Regions from separate parts of the Mus musculus genome. Here region 2 is linked to region 1. Evidence: chromatin contacts called from public HiChIP or PLAC-seq data. All regions are on one chromosome and are shown on one strand. Each heading gives the region's core, a stretch centred on a gene start, on an enhancer-like site or on the middle of the called end of the contact. The rest is flanking DNA. Distances are from core to core; before and after follow the strand shown. Region 1 holds the start of Fam193a (family with sequence homology 193, member A). Region 2 overlaps Add1 (adducin 1 (alpha)).

Region 1 (6,268 bases), core at 1,655-4,154:
TGCAAAATAATTAGATTTACTCTTGATATGCTTCACCTAACTGTTCACTGAGTGAGTAGTCTAACCATTGCACAAGCTCAAGTCCAAGACCTGAGTCCAAATTTCCCCATTTCACAATTAGAATAAAAAACAAAACAACAACAAAAACATTAGCCCTATTATCTAGAAGCAGAACCCCTAAAAAGACCAGCTCAGCATCCTGAAACACAATGGCCACAATCATACATCACTTACAGACTGCCACTAAACACTGCTTGCAATCTTCCCTACATTTATTTGTTTAATCTTAAGCCTAGGATCTGAGTGCCCAACAAGGAGTACAGGTCTGACACCAAGCACAAAGGAACCTCAGAAACTTAAATCTGTGCAACCTGCACCCTGAGCCTTGGACACCAGAGTTTACTTCTGGACCAACAATTTCACAAGAAGTTACCCATACCCACATTTCCACTAACTAGCTCAGGAGCCACCTCAAATAAGATAGTATAACCTACAGTTCTGTGCCCAGCACTAAGAGCAATGTGGGACTCCCTACTAAGGATAAGGACAGTCCTTCCTGTCCTTTCTTAGTCACCTTCTGGTTTGGTGACCTAGAGAGAGTAGAGGAAGCTCAAGACTTCTCTCTGGGAAGTACAGGTCCAACAGTTACCTGACATTGTTATGCATACCTGTGCTGTGCCATATAAGGCACCCAAAGAGCTTACCATTTTGTATGGAAACTGGATTTTCAGAGTTCTGTGGAGCTGGGTATGATGGTGATGCTTTTAATCCAAGCAATAGGGAGACAGAGGCAGGCAGACCTCTGTTGAATTCCAGGTCAGCCTGCTCTACATAATGAGTTCTAGGACAGCCAAAACAGAGAAAGACCCATTCTCAAATCAAATCAAAACAAAAAAGATCTCTGGGGTTACAAGGATATTTTTAGTTCTACTGCTATGAAGACTTGTTTTGTATATGAGGAAAACACAAAAAGATGTTTAAACTAAACACACCTTAACTTTAAAATACAATAAAAGCAATGTTTTTACATGATGTATGTCTAAATTCAATAACGCACAGAGAAATGTGTGAACAAGTATTTTATTAAGGAAATGAAGTAGAACAGCAAAGACCAGAAAAGACTGGGAATCCTTTTATGAAACTTTTTTGTGTATGATTGTTTTTAATGGTGGGTGATGGCCCAAACTCTTGATGCATAATAGTTCAACACAAACAATTCTGTCAAAATTATGCATAATCTGAGTTTGAAGAGCTACAAAAAGCAAGTTATTTCAGGTAATTCTATGTTATGTTGCAATTACTCAATCCTACCTAGCACGAGGTATGAGGAGTAAGGCTCCTTGTTAGCAGCTGGTCTTCACTGTACATACAGAAATGGATGTACTTCACTTCCAGCTCCAGCAACCACTATTACCCTTTCTATAAAGCTTTCGAACAGGCCAACCTCCCACCTTCCCCTTCCAGCAAAAGCAAAGGCGACCCACAAAGTCCCAAAATGAAAAATCACAACCTCATTTTAAACTAGAGCTGTCCAGAGTCAAGAAAAAGGCCAAACTCTGGAAACTCAAACCCAAGGACAAACCCCAGATGCTAAACAAATGTAACAATACTCCGCGAAGAAAGCTCCCAAAGTTGCACCAAAACTGCAGAGAACACCGGGAACAAATAAGGAAAACTTAAGTATTTATCCATTACTGTACTTTCTTGCAACAACATGAGCATCAAAACCCATGCCCATCCCCAACAATTTTCTCAACTGCTCTCAATACATACTGTGCCAACACAATATTCCGAATCTCATTAAAAAAAAAAAAAATCTGCCTCATGACTTGGCACACAAATACCCCTTAAAGCTTTGGTTTCTTCACTGTGGATGTCTTTTTAAAAGAAGATAACTTGTTTTAGCAACCTTACAAGAACGCAACTTGAGAGAAACCCATAATCATTCGGTGGCCAATCCAATCTATAGAACCGATTATGCCAACTGCATCCCACGTACCAGCACTATCTTCTGAAACAGAATAAAAGAGACAGCGGTCCATCCACAGCATGCCTGCGTAAGTAAACCTGAAAAAATAGTTACCCCAACCCTTGCGACTATCCTCAGCTGACACTCCTGAGGAAAGAGACCCCGGCGGCTCCCGAGAGCTTACAGCAGCAGGCACAGAGGGCAAGACAGCCGCGCCCGTGGTGCGCCAGGCGGTACCCAGAAACTTCTAGGGGGCACTTTTCAAGGCCACAGTCGGTGTGCCTCGGGGGTCCCGCCGGCGCCGCCCTCCCTCCGCCGCGCTCGCGCCCGGGAGGAGCTGTCAGCTAGGCAGGCGCCGGCCCGTTATCCGCCGGCCGCGCCCGCCCGGCCGCTCGTGAGGGGGCGGCGGCCGCTCCCGCCCGCGGACCCCTGCTGCTTACCTCGAAGTAGCCTCCGGCGGCACCGCCCGCACCCGCGCCCAGAGGCCCGTGGGCCGCCGCGCCGCCCAGCAGGCCCGCCGCGCCGGGGCCCGGGGCCTGGGGGCCGCGCAGGGCCGCCGCCGAGCCGGCCTTGCCGCCCGAGCCGCCGCCACCCGAGCCACCGCCGCCGCCGCGCTTGTTCTTCCGGCGCTTGGCTCCGCGCTTAGCGTCGGCCGGGCTCATGGCGGGAGTGAGGGACGGAGGACGGCGGGCGGGGAAGGGGCGCGGGCGGGCGCCGGGCCGCGGGCGGCGGCGGCAGCGGCGGGCAGGCGGAGGCGGCGGCGGGCGCTGCGGCCGGCCGGGCGGGGGGCGCGGCGCGGGGTCTCCTCCCGGGCTGGGAGGGCGGGGCGGACGGGATCTGAGGGGCAGCTGCTGGCGAGAGCGACGCGAGTCCACCGGGCCCGGTGCCGCCGCTGACCAGAGTTAAGAGTCCAATATGGCGGACACAAGGGGAAAGGGATCCCAGTTTACGTCGGGGGAGGGGGGAAGCAGCGGCAGGGGGAGGGGCGCGGGCGGCCGCCCCCCGCACTCCGCCCTCCCGGGCGGCGCGCCCCTGGCCTGGGACCCCGCCCCCGACGCCACGCGCGAGGCATGCCGGGAGCTGTAGTTCCAGCCGCCCGCGGCTCCGCCCGGGCGTGTGGGGCGGGACCACGACTCCCGTAGGGCCACGCGCAGTTAGTCGTGCGGGGAGAGGGTGTGCCTAGGGTGACGTCCGGCGCCGCGTGGCCCTGTGGAATCTGTAGTCCGCGCACGGACGGAGCTGGAGGCGGGCGGGGTCCAAGAGGGTCTCGCAGTTCCAACTCTGGCGGTCTCTCAGTTCCTTTAGTACAGCCTCCTGCCAAAGACCCAAGCTCTTGCCCTGCTCGTAGTGGGCCCTGCTGACTTTGGCCCAGTCCAGGTTCGAGCGTGCCCCTTTCACCTGTCGCTGTGTGACCTTGGCCTATGCCAGGGCCAGTGGAAAGAGGGCCGGCATCCGCCGACTGGTAATTCACTGCATCTGCGCTGACAAGGCCTGCAGTAAGCAGGAGCCTGCCTCACTCCTTCCTCGCTTCTCTTTAAAGTCTCCATACTTAAAGGAGCGCTTCCTCAGGCCATCGCCCATGCTATTCATCACTTTCCATTCACCACATACCAGGAGGACTTTAGTTCAGGACAGAAGTCTGGACCACTACCTAGAAACCTTGTTCCTTGGCGCCCTGCTTATCGCCTATAGGTACAAGGACCCAAACCAAAGGTTTCCCGCAGTTCATACCTATTTTTGATTCCATCAGTGGAACCAAGTGCTATCTGTTGAGATTAGCATTGCGACATACAGACATGCGCTCCTGAACCATCTCCTATTACCTCCTAGTTAGTCATTCTGGCCCAATTCAGCAATTCTGACCCATTTTTCACCCCAAACCTGAGCAGCCCAATGTGATGAACCCCGTTTCAATGACTAACTTCCCAATAGAATGAAGGTCCCTCACCCAAACAGGTCTTGGATAGCTCTGATATTAAAGTGTAGTAGGATGCCAGGCTAAATCTCCCTCAGTACTCCATAGGTGGGCAGTGTCAGGACCGCCCCTTCCCTCCATTTCATCTAAGGAGTCCAGTTGAATGCCTCCCTACTTCCATAACCACTTTGCTTTCTTCTGTTCTTGGCACATTGGCATGGAGTTGAAATTTTTAAGTGTCATTAGTATCCTAGAGGGCACAGGATATAGAAGTGCTTGCCTCCACCATAATCCCAACCCCTTGCAGGCACAGGGCTGGGCATGCAGCACTCCAGTAATTGCTAGGTGAATGAATGACCATTTGTCCAGCAGTGCAGTCATTCTCTGTCAAATCTCCATTCACACATACACTCTCCTGAGAGGTGCTATTAGTCATAGTCTATGGATAAGAAACAGGTTTATAGGTGCTAAGGATGTTGCCCAAAGCCACTCTAGTTTTCAGAGGCAAGGCCCAGATTCTAGCTCAGGTATAACTTTGGGCACCAACATAAGTGTATGTACAAAGACACTTTGTTTCTAGAGCAAATGAATTCACAGAATCTCTAAGCTTCTATAAGGAGGCCGAAGAGGGTTTTTTTTGTTGTTGTTGTTTTTGGTTTGGTGTTTGTTTTGTTTGCTTGGTTGGGTGAGTTTTTGGTTTGGTTTTTCGGTTTTGCTTTTGTTTCAGTTTTTCAGACAGCATCTCACTGTATATTTCTGGCTGGCTTTGAACTTGATATGTAGACTATACTACTCAGAGATCCTCCTGCCTCTCAGCCTTCCATGTTCTGGGACTAAAAGTGTGTGCCACCACCAGCTTCGTTTTATTCTAACCACCTGGGAGAGCCATGGAAGGCTTTTAAGCAGGGAATGCCATGGAGATGCATACTTCGTTTTATATATTTTAATTAAATTTGAATAAGTGCTTGCTTGCCTGTATGTATATGTACCACATGTATACCTGAAGCCAACAGAAGGCAGAATATCATATACATAATATATAGTGTTTTATTATGTAATATATATGTTTATATTATATATTATACTTAAAATATGATTTATATGTGTAATATATAATAATACATATATGTGTGTGTGTGTGTAAAATGGCACATGCTTTTTATCCCAGTAGTCAAGAGGCTGAGGTAGGCAGATCTCTGTGAGTTTGAGACCACGCAGATCTACAGAGTAAATTCCAGGACAACCAAAGACAGAAACCCTGTCTCCAGAAAAAAAATAAAAAATTAAGATTTTAAAAATGGGAGATAGCCGGGCGGTGGTGGCACACGCCTTTAATCCCAGCACTTGGGAGGCAGAGGCAGGCAGATTTCTGAGTTCAAGGCCAGCCTGGTCTACAGAGTGAGTTCCAGGACAGTCAGGGCTACAGAGAAACCCTGTCTCAAAAAACCAAAAAAAAAAAAAAAAAAAAAAGGGAGATAAATCAACGTAAACACCATAACTATCAAATATGCCAGTAGGCAAGCATGCTGTCACTGAGCTACACTACAGACTGCAAATGCCCAGGTATGACCCAGAAAGGAAAGTTCTATGGCACACAGTTGGGGAAAAAAGGATGCAGTGCCATAGAAGCATAGTCTACCTAACGGAAGCTCCACCTGCCCATGATTTCAAGATGCTCAGGGACTCCTAACCAAGATAAAAATGAGAACAAAAGCAAACCTACACTGAAATCAATCTTAAGCAACCTTACACAAAAACATCAAAGATCTCTGACATCTTTCCAGTGAAGCTAACTAGCCAGCAAACTAGAGTTATTAAAAAACAAATCTAGAGAGTGGTCTTTAAAATGTTTCAACAAGTTATGTTGAGACAATTTAACTACCTTAGAAGTCCTGGTCCTCCTGCCTCAGCTTCTGTAATTCTAGGATTAGGTATAGAAGTTGAGGTATGTTCATCTCTTTTCACATGGTTTCTGGAGCTTCTGTTTTATGCTTTTAGCATTTGTCTGTTCAGATTCACCATCTTTAAAGTATTCAAGAGCCACTCAAGGCTTATAAGTATCATACTCAGGAATCTCTTATTTTTAAATCTCGCTTTGAGACAGAATGTTACTGTGTCACCTAAATTGGCCTTAAACTCATGTTCCAATTGTCTTAGCCTCTGGGGTGCTTACGTTATAGACATATGTCACTGTACCTGGTTGTATCTGGTTTCTTTAAAGAAAAATAAAGTCTTGCTGGGCGGTGGTGGTACACGCCTTTAATCCCAGCACTTGGGAGGCAGAGGCAGGCGGATTTCTGAGTTCGAGGCCAGCCTGGTCTACAGAGTGAGTTCCAGGACAGCCAGGGCTACACAGAAAACCTGTCTCAAAAAAAAAAAAAAAA
Region 2 (6,846 bases), core at 678-3,177, 220 kb before region 1:
ACTCAGACAAAAGGATCAAGAGTTCAAGGCCAGGGACTGGTGAGATGGCTCAGCAGGTAAACGCACTGACTGCTTTTCCAAAGGTTCTGAGTTCATCACATGGTGGCTCACAACCACCCGCAATGAGATCTGACGCCATAGCTACAGTGTTCTTATTTATGTAAAGAATAAATCTTTGAGCTGGAGCGAACAGGGACTGATTGAGTGGGGCGGACCTGAGCGAGCAGGATTGACTGGAGCGAGCAGAGGTCCTAAATTCAGATCCCAACAACCACATGAAGGCTCACAACCAACTGAACAGCTACAGTGTGTACTCATATACATAAAATAAATAAAATATCTTTAAAAAAGAGTTCAAGGCCAACCTGAGCTACATAGTTAAAAAAATAAAATGATGATGATGATGGGAGGGAGGGAAAGAAACACAGAAGATCATTGTACAAAAAAGAGAGCAGTCTGTAGTCTAGGAGAATATGAGAGAAGTCTAGACTAGTGTCTAATGAGCATATTCACCAGCGTCTGTACCAAGTCTCATATTCTGAGCCAAGCACCATGAGGGTCCCTGGTGGCTGAAACAGCAAGCATGGTGATACACTCCTGTGACCTCAGCACTCAGGAAGTAGAAGCAAGACTCCAGTGAGCTTGAGGCCAGACACTGTTCAACGCCTTCCCTGCACCAGTCGATGGGGCTGGAGATGAGGCCTGCATTCCCAGCAGTTGGGAGACTCACAACCACTGCTAAGCCCAGATCCAGGGATCACGTGCCCGGACCTGGTACAGAAACCATACACATAATTTAAAAATATATATATATTAGAGGAAAAGAAGTCGAAATTTAACATTATACTGCAACAGTGCCAACTGCCTTTCCTATTTTTGCTTCTTCACTGGATTCAACTACTATAACTGGGGGTTGGGGGCTTCTTGTGTAGCCCTGGCTGTCCTGGAACTCTCTCTGTAGACCAGGCTGGCCTCGAACTCACAGAGACCCGCCTGAGTGCTAGTGCTGGGATTAAAGGCCTGTGCCACCACTGCCTGGCTTTTTTTTTTTTTTTTTTTTTTTTAAAGACAGGTTTTTATCATCTAGCTCTGGCTGGCCTGGAACTCAGAGATCTGTCTGCCACTCTCTCCAAAGTAGTAGGATAAAAGGCCCACTCTATGGAACACAGGCCCCCCAGTGGAGGAGCTAGAGAAAGTACCCAAGGAGCCGAAGGGGTCTGCAACCGGATAAGTGGAACAACAATATGAACTAACCAGTACCCCCAGAACTCGTGTCTCTAGCTGCATATGTAGCAGAAGATGGCCTAGTCAGCCATCATTGGGAAGAAAGACCCCTTGGTCTTGCAAACTTTATATAACTTGACCCAGTACCAGGGCCAAGAAGTGGGAGTGGGTGGGTAGGGGAGCAGGGCAGGGGGAGGATATAGGGGACTTTCAGGATAGCATTTGAAATGTAAATGAAGAAAATATCTAATAAAAAATTTTAAAAATAAATAAATAAAAGGCCCACCCTACCACATTAGGCTTTCTCAACTACTGTAATAGTTTTGCTGACATTATAAAAATCCTTCAAAATGTACTGTTTCCTGAAACAAAATTTGCCCTGCCTCATTCCTTCCCCTTTGGTGCTGAGAATCAAACACCACAGGTCTTCAAGGGTAATCAGCCAATACGCCTCTGCTGAACTGCACCCCACTCCCAAACACTTTCTGAAGGACATTCCACAAGGGAAGGTTGCTAAGTAAAAATTTGGTCTGTCCTTTTAATTATTTTTCTGAGGGGAGGGCTAAGTGGAGAAGTCTGGCAAGAATACAAGTAAAGAAGCACTCCCCGCTTCCCCCAGAATCAAAGGTCTGAATGTTCCACACTGTGAAGTAATTAGTTGCGAAGAATAAGACAAAAGAAAGCTCTGAAGTAAAAGCTAGGACTTGAAGGACTGAGAAGAGCCCAAGACTGAATGCTGGGAGAATGGCTCAGTGTTCTGCACACGCAAAGGCTGCGAGTGCTGCTGTGTTAGCCCTGAAGCCTGAGAACAGACAGAGACAGGGTTCCTCTTTTGATCTAGGCAAGAAGCATTTAAAATCACAAACATAAGCTTAAGTGAAACTGTCAAAAGTATGCTCTTTGAAAAGTCACCACATAGGCTATTAGAGGTTTGTTTAAGTCTTTATGCTACCAAGTAACTATAAATGTACAGGTGTCTTCACAAAATAAGGATGTATTGTTAAATGAAAAAAGAAAGATACAGAAATCAATATAGATGGTATATGTGAGGGGTAAGTAAAAACTCATTTATATTTGCATAAATAAAAAATCCGCAAGAAACTGAAAATGACAGAAGTGTAAGGAGCTGAGCAGACAGGGGGCAACTGTGTAAGTGTTATATATACAATTTAAAGTTAATTTATAAAAGTAATTTAAAAATAAAATACCACTTAGACAATAAAATAATAATCATTAGAGCAAGTGTATAACAAACAAAGACACTGTGCTATAATGACATCAGCAGATGCGGAGAGAGCCACAGTACTGTATGTCTGTCATCCTTTCTACCTTATGTGAGGTCCAGGGATCCCACCCCAGTCGCCATCCGCGCACTGCAAGCCCTTCCCTGCTGAGCCCCACAGTCTTGGGTGACTGGGGCCATGGCCAGGTGGCTTGTGTTCAGAACAGCCTCTAGGCAGACAGACAAACAAAAGACCCATGAGAATAACTTGTTCCAGAGTATGAGAATGTATTAGTCAAGTACATTATGACTTTTTGATTAATACATTTCTCTTATGTTGTGGTAAAAGAGCAAATAAACTAAGAAAGAGTTAAGCATCTTGTTTCACTCTATATAGAAAATTAATGCCAGAGGGTAGGATTGTTAGGGTTAAAGGTGTCCCAAATTCTGGAGACATAAATAAGAGAATGTGGCTACAGGATGAGGCAGGCAAAGTTACCAGGTAAGAGGAAGAAAGCCTCTCCCGTGAGCCCCTCTTCACAGAGCAGGCAAAGCACTGCAGCCCTCTGCCCTAGTAAACCTCAGCTTGACCCACAGTCCCATCTTGGAACTTATTCTTGCATTTAAGACTGTACAATGAATGAGGATGGCTCCTAAGCCTTTGCTTATTTCAGGAATAATCCCTGGGCCGCCTCGGGGGTAGAAAGGTTAAACCGAAGCCCTGGGGCTCTGGTCTGCTCTCCACTCTGAAGGATGCCCTTTTGCCTTCCACCCTGGAGGCTGCCCTTTTGTGCTCTCTTACTCCTCTGCTAGAAACTCCTGACCTCTACCTTGGGAATACAAGCACTGAGAAGCTTTCACAGCAGGGATCAGAGGGAATTCCAGAAGAGGCCGCTCTCCAACTTGATTAGAATTCAGGGCACCAAAAAAGGGTGGAGGTCGAAGTTCCAAAAGCTCTGAGCCTCTGAGACCTACCTTAATTCCTCCTCTACCCACTCACTTATAACTCCTTCCCTTCACCCTCCGTGATCACCTCACACAACCTCCTAGCAGCACCTGACCACCCCCACCCCTTTCACCCCCAACCCCCAGCCTCCCAGCGTCCTTTCTGCCTTCCCTCCTATCTCTCCAGCCACTCTGTGCAGCTTCCCTTGCTGTCTCCTTTCTTCCCAGAGCCCTGAGCTCTTGCTCTTCCCTAACAATACTGTCAGCCCCATCTCTATTTGTACTCTCTGGTTCTCTATTCTGGCCATCTATCAAATTCACCTAGAGAAGCCAGGCATTGTGGTGCATGTCTGTTATCCCAGTACTCTGAAGGCTGAGGCAGGAGGATCACTGATTCTAGGCCAGCCTGAGATTGGAATACATAGTAATTCCAAGGACTATACTGCATGAGACTATTTCAAAAAACTAAAATAGCATATTTTTAAAGAACCATAGAGGGAGTTGGAGACATAGCTTAGCAGTTAAAAGCACTGGCTGCTCTTCCAGGGGTTCTGAGTTCAATTCCCAGCAACCATCTGTAAGGGAATCTGATGCCCTCTTCTCTTCTGGTATGTCTGAAGACAACAATAGTATGCTCACATATATAAAATAAATCTAAAAAACAGAGAGAGACAGAGAGAGAGAGAGAGAGAGAGAGAGAGAGAGAGAGAGAGAGAGAGAAAGATATGGGCTATGTGCTGAATAATCTTGGTCCAAGCGAAAGTTATCTGAGAGGAGGGACCCTCAATGAAGAAAAGGCAACATCCATAAGACTGGGTTCCAGACAAGCCTGTGGGGCATTTTCTTAATTAGTTATGGATGGAGTTGTGAGTGCTGCCATCCCTGGGATAGCGGATCTGGGTTCTATAAGAAAGCAGGCTGAGAATGCAAAGAGAAGCAAGCCAGTAAGCAGCACCCCTACGTGGCCTCTGCATCAGCTCCTACCCAGTGATATGGAAGTGTAAGCCAAATAAACCCTTTCCTCCCCAACTGGCTTGATCATGGTGTTGTTGGTTTTTTTTGGTTTTTTGTTTGTTTGTTTTAGTTTTTTTCAAAACAGGGTTTCTCTGTGTCACCCTGGCTGTCCTGCAACTCACTCTGTAGACCAGACTGGCCTCGAACTCAGAAATCTGCCTGCCTCTGTCTCCCAAATGCTGGGATTAAAGGCATGCGCCACCACTGCCCGGTGAAGGCCAGCTTTCTTAAAATGTCTTTTAGTAAGGTCTCTATCTGTTGTCCAGCCTGACTTCACTCTTGCCTCTCCAGTACTCACAAGGATAACAGGTGTTTACCCCTGCCCTGCCTGCTTCCCTTTCTATCCGGTTATGATTGGTTTGAGATCATCTCACTCCACAGCCAAGGGCTGCATCAAACTCCAGATCCTCTGCCGAAGACTCCAGGGTACTGGCATTACAGGTATTTGTCACTACACCTGACCCATTTTCTTAAAATTTTTATAAATTCCAGCCAGGCAGTGGTGGCGTACACCTTTAATCCCGGCGCTCAGGAGACAGAGGCAGGAGGATCCTCTGAGTTCCAGGCCAGCCTGGTCTACAGAGTGAGTTAGAGGACAGTTAGGGCTACACAGAGAAACTCTGTCTCAAAACAACAATAACAATCCATGGGGGGCAGGGATGTATGCACAGAACCACAGGTACCAAGATCTCCTGGACATAAAGATAGCGGCTCTCAACCTGTGGGTCCCCCTTCTGGGGTAGAACTCCAAATGGTTCCCTTTCACAGGGATCACCTAAGACCACTGGAAAACACAGACATTTACATTACAGTTCATAACAGTAACAAATTGTAGTTATGAAACAGCAACAAAAATTATTTTATGACTAGGGTCACCACAGCATGAGGAAGGTAGTGAGCTTCCTTCATGAGCTACAGTGACAGATGGATGCTGGGAATCGAACCAGGAGTGGTACGTGCCCTTAACCAATGAGCTGTCTCTCCAGTTCTATCCGTGCCTATTTTCCTATAAATGTGGAGGAGAAAACAACCTTTGGATGTCTGTTCTTTCCTTGCACCTCGGGTTCCAAGCACTGAGCTCCCCTGTCGTACATGGCAAGCACCTTAGACACTAGGCCACCCTGCCAGGCCACATTAAACATCTTTACAATAGCTGTTTTAAGCTGGGTTGTAATGGTTTAGGATGGTAATCCCATCATTTGGAAGACTGACACAGAAGGATAAAGACTTTAAGATCAGCTTTAGCAACATCACAAGACATTGTCTCCAAAAAAAAAAATTCTTTAGGCAGGGTTGGGGGGGGGATGTTAAAAGCTCAGTGGTAAAGCAAAACCCTAAATTCAACCTCTAGTACCCGCCCCCCAGTAAGGGGCAGTTAACTATTAGTAACAAGTCAAAAATGCACTATCTCCCTCACTAGAATGCAAGTCCCCACGCGGCAAGAAACTTGTGTGTCTGACCCCTCCGCCTTACTCATAAGACAATCAATAATAAGGCCTTAATAAGCACACATTAAAGAACACGCGCACACTGCCTGGTCTAGCATTCTGGACTGACAATGTCCAGCACACTCTGGATTCTAGGAGCAGCTGACTGAGGAAAGTCACTGTTTCAATTCTTTCAATCACAACCTGACACATCATTCAAAAGGCACTAGGGACAGATCATCATACACTAACAAACAGGTTCCAAATTTCAGTTTACCATCTAAACAGGAATTTCAGACCACAAGTAGACAAATCTGTGTGTGAAACTAGGCTTTGTATATCTTTGTAACTGGGTTTTATGTTTCAAAGAGTTACGTCAATCCCCAAAGCCAGTATGTACAACAAAAGCAGCTTTATCTGTCTCTAGCTGACTAGATTTGGAGACAAGAGCATGTATAACTCCCAGAGGGAGGGAAATAAGAAAAGGACACTTCTAGACTTAACAGGTACCACAACTAAGTACACAGGGTACTACAGTGAACCCACAAAACTGCAGAAGAACCAGCTAAGTCAGAAAGCTAGGGCTGACTACACACATTAGCATAGCGAAGTCTAAACAGATTTGACAGAGGGGATCCCAAAGTGAGAATATCTGTGCTGGTAAATACAAAAGACTAGGGATAGAATTCAGTATAACCTACCAAATATGTCCCCAAGAACCACATACAATACAAGCACAAGATATACCTACATATTCCTACTATATATAATGTGCAATTAATAGTTAATATATTTGATTCTATATATAGGGATGGTTTGATAATTATAGAACAGGATGAAAATATTACATAATAAGTGATCTTAAATCCAAATGAGGTGGCATCTGGGAGGCTAAGGTAGGAAGATTCAAACAGTTCTAGGCCTACTTAGGTTACAGGCTAAGATCCTACTTCAAAAATAAAATAAATCTTTAAATGACCTTATAATGGGCATAGCCAGTAATTTGTTAAAACA

What was found. HiChIP or PLAC-seq counts read pairs in DNA pulled down with a chosen protein or histone mark.
Region 2: an H3K4me3 HiChIP or PLAC-seq map of bone marrow-derived macrophages shows a contact between it and region 1, with 6 times the contacts expected there. The contact joins the enhancer-like site here to the promoter of Fam193a in region 1. A contact is called at or near these places in 2 of 39 promoter capture datasets (fetal liver and hippocampal neurons), 1 of 115 datasets of contacts at active chromatin or transcription factors (bone marrow-derived macrophages) and 2 of 9 other capture datasets (adipose tissue and liver).

Annotation. Positions count from the first base shown.
Region 1 is chr5:34,366,569-34,372,836 of GRCm38.p6, reverse strand. It overlaps Fam193a (family with sequence homology 193, member A), which reads right to left and starts at 2,904. Exons shown (of 21, transcript NM_001243123.1): 1 at 2,410-2,904. The coding sequence starts at 2,631.
Region 2 is chr5:34,586,657-34,593,502 of GRCm38.p6, reverse strand. The region is part of intron 1 of Add1 (adducin 1 (alpha)); the gene reads right to left. Among named protein-coding and RNA genes, the nearest start is that of Mir7036b, 16 kb to the right of the region's middle. Within about 2 kb of position 1,927, at least 38 of the 459 cell types and tissues checked have an H3K27ac peak or open chromatin away from gene starts, as enhancers often do. A contact at or near this core is called in adipose tissue and bone marrow-derived macrophages, where this site is marked.